2 separate regions of the Mus musculus genome follow, and region 2 is linked to region 1. A link is a contact called in public HiChIP or PLAC-seq data. All regions are on one chromosome and are shown on one strand. Each heading gives the region's core, a stretch centred on a gene start, on an enhancer-like site or on the middle of the called end of the contact. The rest is flanking DNA. Distances are from core to core; before and after follow the strand shown. Region 1 overlaps Gm4876 (predicted gene 4876). Region 2 has its middle 25 kb from the start of Gm52892.

Evidence for each region. HiChIP or PLAC-seq counts read pairs in DNA pulled down with a chosen protein or histone mark.
Region 2: a contact with region 1 is called in a CTCF HiChIP or PLAC-seq map of the NIH/3T3 cell line, with 23 read pairs. The contact joins two enhancer-like sites. A contact is called at or near these places in 1 of 15 datasets of contacts at CTCF or cohesin (the NIH/3T3 cell line), 2 of 484 Hi-C or Micro-C datasets (cerebral cortex and pancreatic cancer cells) and 3 of 115 datasets of contacts at active chromatin or transcription factors (embryonic fibroblasts, embryonic stem cells and pancreatic cancer cells).

The regions. Positions count from the first base shown.
Region 1 is chr6:17,139,933-17,144,804 of GRCm38.p6, forward strand. All of the region lies in intron 1 of Gm4876 (predicted gene 4876), which reads right to left. Among named protein-coding and RNA genes, the nearest start is that of Gm4876, 29 kb to the right of the region's middle. Within about 2 kb of position 3,284, at least 108 of the 459 cell types and tissues checked have an H3K27ac peak or open chromatin away from gene starts, as enhancers often do. A contact at or near this core is called in the NIH/3T3 cell line and pancreatic cancer cells, where this site is marked.
Region 2 is chr6:17,222,352-17,227,595 of GRCm38.p6, forward strand. No RefSeq gene overlaps it. Among named protein-coding and RNA genes, the nearest start is that of Gm52892, 25 kb to the left of the region's middle. Within about 2 kb of position 2,725, at least 49 of the 459 cell types and tissues checked have an H3K27ac peak or open chromatin away from gene starts, as enhancers often do. A contact at or near this core is called in the NIH/3T3 cell line and pancreatic cancer cells, where this site is marked.

The DNA.
Region 1 (4,872 bases), core at 2,034-4,533:
TATGAGAGAATTTGAACTTGTCACATCATGTGTGTGTGTTCATGGGTGTGCAGGTGCACATGAATATGTGGGTGTCAGAATCCTCTAGATCTTATATTTACTCTCTTGCTTCCTTACTGTTCTCTGAAAGGAGACACTCTTATTCCCACAGTGACCTTTCCTCTGAGGGTCACCGGGCAGGAACTTTTCAGGTGTAACTCATTGCATTCGCCATGGTGAGGAGTGATTGGTCCTTATTTAAACATCAGAATCAATGACTCACAGCCTGGAATCTTATTTCACTGTTTAGCTTTGTTGCTAGTGGTGATGACTTAGAATGTCTTATGGAGAGGACAGACTGAGATTTCTACTTAGGCTCTTGTCACCATAGGGGAGAAATTTCAGAGGTCAGGTCATGGAAGAATTGGGTGTTTTTGCAGAGGGATTATACATTCATGGGATGAGTGCAGGCTTGCTGAGAGAGAGAGAGAGAGAGAGAGAGAGAGAGAGAGAGAGAGAGAGAGAACTTGGATTTAGGACAGCATGTTTTATGACCAGAACAGAAAGTCTACAAGGCTAGTGATGAGGAGATGCCATTATCGTTAAGCAAAGGTCAGTTACAAGTTTCTGCAAGGACCACACTAATCTCAGCTCATTTTAGCTTACACCTTGTTTGCTGTTGGAACAGTCAAATGATCTTTCTGCAGTTCATTTCAGTCCAGCACAGGCCTCTACCCTTGAGCAGCTTGACACTTTCCTACAACTAGCTAGTCTAGCTCTGCTTTATACCATCCAATATGTGCAGGAGTGGGAGAAACATAATTCAAAATTCTTCTCTTCTTTTGGGATTCCTGGAAGTACTAGTTCTGTGCTAGTTGGGCAATACTCACACAGTAGACACAGTGCTCCCTCTGTGGTATGTCTGGATCATACATCAAAGCATATATATATATATATATATATATATATATATGTGTGTGTGTGTGTGTGTGTGTGTGTGTGTGTATGCATATCTATACATATATCTATGCATATATCTATATCTATATCTATCTATCTATATATATATATATGAGTTGGTTTATCTTCTCCAGAGGACAGCTTTTGTATAATGAATTTATTTAATGGATGTTTTGTTGTATTTCTTTCAGCCCTCCAGTTTTATGTTTAAGTCAGCCATTGATTGGAATCTTAGCAGAATCCATAAATAATATCCTCTCCTATCTGAACTCAGAAATAGAGAAGTTGAGTTCAACCAGTCGTCTTATAAAAGGAAGAATGTGACCTTCGAATAGCAGCCACATTTACCTCCCACACATACCTCCCCACCACCACCACTCCCCTCGCCCCAGGAGATGGTCAGGGCAATGGGTTCAAGGCAGAGCTACAGAGCCAAAGTGTTCCCCCAGGTAGTCCCTACAGAGACAGAGCTGCCTGGATAGGTACAACTCTTGAGGAAGAGGAAGGCAGGATGGTTAGAGCTGGAATTGACATGTTCTTTTTAAAGGCACAGGAGCCTAGGCAAAGAAAATCTTCTCTTGTTGGGAGATAGAAAGATTTTTGTTTGTCTTTTTTATGACATAAACTCCAATTCCCTGCATGTTAGTCATTTGTGTTTTATTTTCCATGAGGAATTTTAATGTACCCACTCAAGTGGTACTCCTGAATTTAACTATTTAAAACTCTTGATCTTTCATTTCTCAAATTTAGTTGGGTAATCTCTTTTGCTTTTATGGGTAACTCATAAATTAGCATCATCCTCCCTGAGGATGAAGAGGGGCTCCAGTGAGCTCAGCAGAGCATGGAAGCGGGGTTTATTTTGGCAGAAAAGGCTGAAGTAAACAACCAGGAATGATTGCTTTCCTTTTAAAGTCGGAAAAGAGGGGAGTGTCCTATACTGTGGTTGACTGGGATCTTCTTCTTGGATGCTAGAAAGCCCTGAGGTTGCTTATTTGTTTTAAAGATTAGTTTTCTTCCAACTTTGCTTTGTTTATCTATCAGGAATAACTCTATTACAGTGTAGTCTGATCATCTCGGTCTAGTGTAGGAACTTAATCTAAATCAGTGGTCACCAATACATGCCATGCAATATCACTCTACGGTAAGAGTACTCACTGGTGGTTTGATAGTGTTGTGTCCAATATTGTCCATATTTTCACAGTACATTATCCTGTTTCTTTTTATGAGAGACTTTACTTTCAAGGTAAATTTCTTTTGGGAAGACATCTACCTAAGTGCCACACATGCAACTGACCCCAGGTAACATCTACGGTAGAACCACTTGGCAAGAGGGTTTGAAGAAGAGGTATAATCAGTTCAGCTCCACCCATGGAGCAAACGCCTCAAGTGGGAGAAAAATGCTGTGGATTTGTTCTAGAGATTTCAAAATAAAAGGCACCAATTCAAAAGATATCAACCCAAGGGGTGACAGGAGTCTCCTTACATGTTTCTCTACATTGTGGGTTGTACCTCTATTTGATCTTTTCAGGACATTGTACATATCTCTAATGATAAAAATTTTATGTGTGTATGTGCACACGTGCACTTGTCTCTCTGTGTGTATATAAATAAGAAAGACAATCTTGTAACTAATCTAGCAAAACATACTTAAAATTTAACATTTGATCTTCATCCAATGATATCTTTTTTATACCCATTGGTTAACTGACAATCAGAAGGAGGGAATCCATTGTAAAGTGAATCCTTTGCTTTCAGCAGATTCTCTTTGCTCTATTGTCATCAGAGCTGTCATCTTATTCAAAGTCCTCAGACTCCCTGGTTGTCAGCCTTCACATGTGTCTTTGAAATGGCTTCAGTAACCATCTCTAAGCTATTCCATTGTCTCCCCTAATTTGCATCAGTCTGATTCATTCATTCCTTAGCTGGGTTATAGGGTAGCTTTTCCCCTGTCGTACCCATGCTGTTAAGCTGCCTCTCACTCACTATTATCACAGTAGGATTCAAAATGCTCATTTGGTAAAGGCCTGTTGCTCTTGAAGGAAGACAGAACATTTAACAAATGAGCACAGAGAGCATTTGAGAGTAGCTTTTAAAATAAGATCTGAAATCCATTTTGCCTATATTAAAATAGTTTTCTTGGAGGATGAAAAAGCCTGTTGGCAATCAGAGGCTTGTGTGACATTCAAGTCTACCCAGAGGAAGCGGCCAAGTAGAGAGGCTCACTGCTTTACAGATTTGCATTGTTCTGCTAACTTTCCTGCGCCAAAACCACTCAGTTGCTCCCTTTCACCAACCTCTAAGGTCACAAGACAGACAGTTCTTTCTTGATTACTCAAACAAATACACGTCTGATTCAGAGGAGGGAAAAGAGTTGCCAAACTCAATGCTTAGGAAGGGCAAGGCTGCCTTTGCTTTATAAGCCAGCCTGATGAATCACCACATCCATGACTAATTGTGGTGTTAAAATGTGCCCAGGAATATTGCCTGGTTTTTATAAAGGGAAATTCTAAAGGAGACCCAGAGAAACAAGAAAGAGAAAACGACACTTGTGCACGAATGTGCGTATGGCACAATCATTCCAAAAAACTTAGTAAGTCTCTTGCTCTGCAACAGGCAATCAAATCCTAGAAAATGTGAGACTGGCGTGGATATCAGCATGGCTTTCTTCACAGCAGTTAAGTTTGTGAGCTCAGAAAAGATTTCCCAAATGTTTCCTAGATCTCAGAAGGTTAAACTCAGACATGAAGACAGACTGGTAAAAAAAGACTGATGCTTATATGCATAAAACATATGTGTTTATGTAAATATATGACTATATAGAATATAAATGTAAATATTATGTACATAAGTATGCACATGCATGTTTAAATAGTTACAATGTATATGCAGTGGGTACACTTATATAAAAATCTATTCTTTCTTTGTATCATTACACAGTTATATTATTATTCTTAGTAATATACACATGGTTCTCTCATTGTTCTGAGACAAGTTCTCTTACTTCTTGAGACCCTCTTCTCATAGTGTTCCGCGTGCTGAGAGTGCAGCCATTCTGCCCAGCAAGAAAAACAGTATTCTTTCAGTTAATTATGTTGTCTGTTCTGAAAGACCACACACAAAGGGAAAATTGCAGGACAGGGCAACACAGTCAGTGATGGAATCTACTGAGAGAACTAGGGAGGACGTCTTGGAAGGACGAAAGAGAAAAACTGGAGGGCAAGATCTGAGCAAGTGAGAAATGAGCTGATCCATCTTCTAGGACTTGGAGCAGTGACGTTTTGTGGCAGAGAAAAAGTTGGAGCAGTGAGGGTTAGGAATCTCAGATAGAGTAAACCAGACAGCTAGAAGAGCCTTGCCTCCATGATGAACATGATGACCTACTGTGAAAACATTAGCAAATAGAATCTAACAATAAAGAGAAAGAATAATACATCACGAATAGATGCAGTACATCTAAATGCAGAAAATCTATAAAAAAATCAATGTAAGAACGGCTTTAAGAAAAATGATACAAATAAACAAAATTAAAAGATAAAAATCAATGCAATCATTCATATTTTAAAAACACTATTGTATGGGCACAGAAAAAACATTGGCTAAATCCTGCATCTCTTCATGGTAGAAAGCACCCATTCTGGCAATCTAGGACAGATGTAAACTTCCTTAATCTGGTCAAGGATTCTCTTTACAACAAACAGTAGAGAAGTCGGTTGGTCACCCTACTTAGTGAAATGCTATGCCCTGGGATCAGGAACTCAACAAGGATATCTGGAGCACCATTGTAGGTTGGACAGGGAGTAAAAAAGAAAACCAGCAGGTAAACAAACACCAAACAAGGATGTTGCTTGCTGATCCTTATGCTCTCCAAGTAAGGAACACGCAAAAGGATCTATAAGGACCCACAAGCATCCTAACAGATAATGAATGACTCAG
Region 2 (5,244 bases), core at 1,475-3,974, 82 kb after region 1:
TTAATTTTAATTTACATTCTTTTCATACATTACACCTTCAACTGCAGTTTCCCCTGCCTCCATCTCTTCCAGTTTCCCTACCTCCTGTTTTCTCTAGGTCTATTTCTCCCGTTTCCCTTAAGAGAAAAAAATAGGCTGGCATAAATTACAATAAGACTAAGCACAAACTCTCATGTCAATGCTGAACCAGGTGAGCCAATAGTAGGAAAAAGGTCCTGAAGCAGGGAAGCATCAGAGACAGTCTTTGCTCACACTGTTACAAGCTCCACAGAAAGCCAAACTACACAACCATAACATATAAGCAGAGGGCCTAGCTCAGACCCATACATGCTACTTGATTGTCATTTCTATCTCTGTGAGCCTCTATGAGCCCTGCTTAGTTGATTCTGCGGTCCATGTTCTCCTGAGGTCTTTGACACCTTCTGGCTCCTAGAATTCTTCTTGCTCATCTTTATCCAGGCTCCACTGGATTTCCTTAGTATTTGGCTGTGGGTCTCTGTGTCTGCTCCCATCAGTTGCTGGTTGATGTCTCCTTGGTGACGACTGGGCTAGGCACCAATGGCTGAGGAACACTTAAATGATGTTCAACATCAGGGAAATGCAAATTAAAACTGTCTTGAGATTCTACTTCCTACCTGTCCGAATGGATAAGATCAAAACCAAAAATGGCAGCTCATGCTGCTGAGGATGTGGATAAAGGGGCGTAGTCCTCCACTGTTGGTGGGAATGAAAACGTATATATTCACTATAGAAAAATATGGAGGATTCTCAGAAAATTGAGAATCTATCTACGTCTAGACCCAGCTACATTGCTCTTGGGCATATACCCAAAGGATACCCTATCCTACCATAAGGACACTTGCTAAACTCTGTTCATAAATGCTTTATTTACAATAGCCAGAAACTGGGAACAACCTAGATGTCCCTCAACCAAAGAATGGATTAAAAAATGGGGTTCATTTATATAATGGAGTATTACTCAGCTGTTAAAAACAATCACATCATGAAATTTGTAGGCAAAAGGACAGAACTAGAAAAAAAAATCCTCCTGAGAAAGGTAACCTAGACCCAGAAACACAAACATGGTACGTACTCACAAATGGATATTATCTAAAAAGTATAAGATAATCATGCTATAATCCATAGATTCAGAGAAGCTAAGTAACATGAAGGGCTCAAGGGTGGGACACATGCATCTCGCTGGAAACAGGAAATAGATTTTGAGTGTGAAGTGAGGACAAATGGGGATGCAAACAGGGGGGTTCAAGTTGTGGGGAAACGGAGGGAGGGATGGGAGAGACAGCTGGAAAATTTAGGGAGCATTGTAGAAAACAAGTGCAGTGGAAACTCCTTGGAAACAACAAGAGTGGCCCTAGCAAAGTCTGCTAGTAATGGAGGATATGGATCCTGAACCAGCCATCTTCTATAATAAGGCAAAGCTCCCAACAGTGGGACTGGAATATCAACCCAGACACAAAACCCTTGACCTTCAATACATCCTGTTTGCAATATGTACCGGGTAATGGTGGCCCAGAACTTGTTGGAGTGGCCAAGCAATGACTAGACCAACTAGAGACCCTTGCCATAAGAGGGAGCTGTGGCCTGACACTGAGTGGAAGGTCAGGAAGTAGAGGCTGATCGGTCCAGAGACCAAGGATAGAACCAAATGAAACTGCTGAAAAAAAAGGCAATGAAATGAATCCTAATGATATTATACTATAGTCTTTAAAGTCCTAGCCAGCTAATCAGCCTTGAAGAAGGTTCAGTAAAAGGTTCAGCTCTTTCATACTTTGTCTGTCACAGTAAGAAACAAGTATCCCACACAGAATGTTTCTCTAGCAGCCTCTGAATTGTTTTCTAATGCTCTGTCACAGAATCTTTCTCTTTCTCCAGGCATGTGCTTTTAGTGTGTGGGTCAGGGTTGGAGTATGACAGATTGCAGGTGAGAGTTGAAGGGAGCCTCTGACTTGTCACTGTGGTCAAGGGTCATAGTGCCGTCTTTAGAGAGGCCATCAGTAAATCAAAGCAAAAAGATAATGTTAAACGTGTAAGGGATTTTAGTAAGAGGGGTTTTGCCATAAAGTATTTTAGTATTTATGGACTACTAAAACATAGCAGCATGTAAAAATATAACAGCAATAGAACAGAGAACCACAACCTGACATGTAGAACCATGCTGCTATACGCATATATGAATATTTCAAATGCAAAATCTGCCTAGAGTATAAAAGCTCTCTTCCTCTGCTGAGTCCAAGCGTCTTTTAGTCATCACTACTTTATGGGGCATGGAATAGCACTGAGATGATTTGCCATTCAAGACATGACAGTACCTAGGTCCCATAAAGCCTACATCCTACAGAGAGCTTTTGCAGGTGGCTCCCTCAATCCTAAAGTAACATCTGATCCCCCCAAAATTAACCCCTGCAGAGCAGTTCCCGAACGTTCTGGAATACCCAACTCTAAATGTCCAATGACAATTAGAAAATTACATGGCACTTGTGTTAAAGTCTCCTGGAATGAACCTGTAATACCACTAATGAGGGAGGGAAGAAAAAGAACTTTTGGATAAATTAAATGGTTAATTGTTTTCGAGAATCTTGGTCCAAACAGGGAAATGCCTCTTCAGAATGGCCCCCATCCTTTGAGGATACATCTGTATAAGAGAAGCAGGGCAAGGATGTGTGACTCAGAAATTCCACTCCCTAGAAGTCGGCATTTTTTCCTCTTAGCTGGGCTCACAGCCAGTGTAGCCACAACCTTAATAGACTAAGTGGAACTTCGAGTCGTATGACATCAGGAGGATAATCGTAAAGATAAACTGAAAATAGTGGGAGATAACTGACCCTCTAATATGACATGGATAAGTACAAATGGTAAGTTGAATTGGAAAACTGGTAAGAAGTTGCCATATGTGGGAAGTGTGAAGATTTGGTTGCTATAAGTGAAACCTCAGACTTTGGAAGGAGGAAAGATCTCGAATGTCATGAACAAATAAGTATAAGTGGAACCATCTTGGAAAGCATGTTGGTTCATACCTATAATCTTAACACTCAAGAACCCAAGGCAGACCATCCTGGGGAACATGGTAAGACCCTGGATGAAATCCCAAAACAAAGTAAAATGGTGACGTCATCCAAACAAAAAAAACTGGTTGGAGAGATACCTTAGTAGGTGGCATCTCTATAACCTAGCACTAGAGAATAGAAGCAGGAGAGATTTTATGGCTAAAATAGTCCAGATGAAGCAGTAAGTTCAAGATTCAGCGAGAGACTCTATCTCAATAAACAAGGTGGACAGTGCTGGAGAAGTCAACCTTTGTCCAGGACACTTGCAGCACAGGTAAGTATTCTGGCACACATATAACAAAACAGACACACACACACACACACACACACAGAGAGAGAGAGAGAGAGAGAGAGAGAGAGAGAGAGAGAGAGAGAGAGGGAGAGAAACAGACCAACAGACAGACAGACATGGGCACATGCACACACTCAGATACCCACCCACAGAGACCTACACAACACACACACACACTCATGGACACATGGACACATAGACACATACACACACTCAGACACCGACCCACACAGACCTGCACATGCTACACACACACACACACACACACACACACACACAGGGAGAGACAGATAGACACACATGGGCACATGCACACACTCAGACATTCACCCACAGAGACCTACACATCACACACACACACACACACACACGAGTAGAGAAACATCTACTGAAATAAAAGGGGTCCAAAGAATTTGACCAGAAGTGGCAGAATTTACAACCCTTCCAAGGTTTTCCAGGCTCTGTTCATCACAAATTGCTGACGCACAGCCAGCCCCGTCTCCCTGATGTAAACTAGACCACTTGCACTTGACCTGACACTTTGAATTTTGAATTTTGACAGAGGTTTAGATACTTTTTTATCTTAGAAAAATCTCCATATTTGGTCTCATTCAAAAATCACATCTGTAGGCAGAATATAAGCCTTAGCTAAGCACATCAGGTAGGTTTGAATAACTTTGTCTTCCTACCTATACAGATTTGGTAAATAAGAAGCCATGTTTGAAAACCCATCACTTCATTCATATAAGCTGTTGTAGAGGTCTTTTAATCCAGCACCACGGCTGCTCTGACAAGGGTTCATATTCAAAGATCTTCTAGGTCTATGTGATCCAGCTGGAATGCAGACACCGTCTGTGGGACACTGAACCATGCCAGGACACTTGGTAAGGCTGAGTGTGTCCTCCCAAGATCCAGGCACTTCCTGCCCCCACCCCACCCCACACACACTGTAGGCATCTCTCTGCTCCTTACTAACTTCCTGGCCCAGAACAAGTGGTCACATTCCCCACAATGGTCACGTAGCCCAGAACATAGTTCTCCGTGCTAATGAGGTATCTAGAGGCCCCGAGGGTTTAGTCAATAAGCTTCCCTTCCCGGACATCCCTTCCTGCAAAAGGTATTTAATCTCTGGTCCACCCTGAGGAGTTGGTATGCACACATTTTCCATGATGAACAATCAGTAAACAATTTGGAGCCAAGGACTGTCTCTCTTATCGAAAACCACCATTGGGGGCACGTAGAAAGCCTTCAGCTACAAAGCTGCTGCTTATGCTTCTGACAGATGCCCCCGCCCGCCACTCCCAGACAACTGCCACTAAGCTAAGGACTTTCACCGATGAGCTAAGCTAGAGTTCCCCATTCCCCTGGCCCTGGGCTCCTTATCATCCTCAGCCTGTGAGCCACGAACTCCATTTCTGAACTCCCCGAGATCCACTGGTGCCTGGATGGCCAGGAGTTTGGGAGCCACCGGCCCCCAGGGTCCTCAACGCGGGTTGAGGGACCCTTGACCTCAGTTCCAGACTCCTCTGTGTGAAACCCCAGCAGTGACTGGATGCCTGGGAATTAGGGAAAACCCAGCTTTGGTCTCCCACATCCTAGGCCGTGCTTCCTTCCCCCGTGGTTGGTGTTGCAGTGCTTCCCTAAAGCCCAGCACCAGACAGTGGCTGTGCTGGGTGAACGCAGTCTAGCATTTCCACATTCTGCGTGAGAAGGTCAGGATGCCAACCCACAACCCTCTGGTATGATCTGGCTAGAATAGACTCACCCTTAATACACACCTTTAATCCTAAACACTGAAGGTAAGGCTAGTTTGTAGAAGGAAGCAGCCATGTTTGAAAGTGAAGTCTAATTAAGAGTTAAGGTGACAAATCAGAGAAAGACACTAGG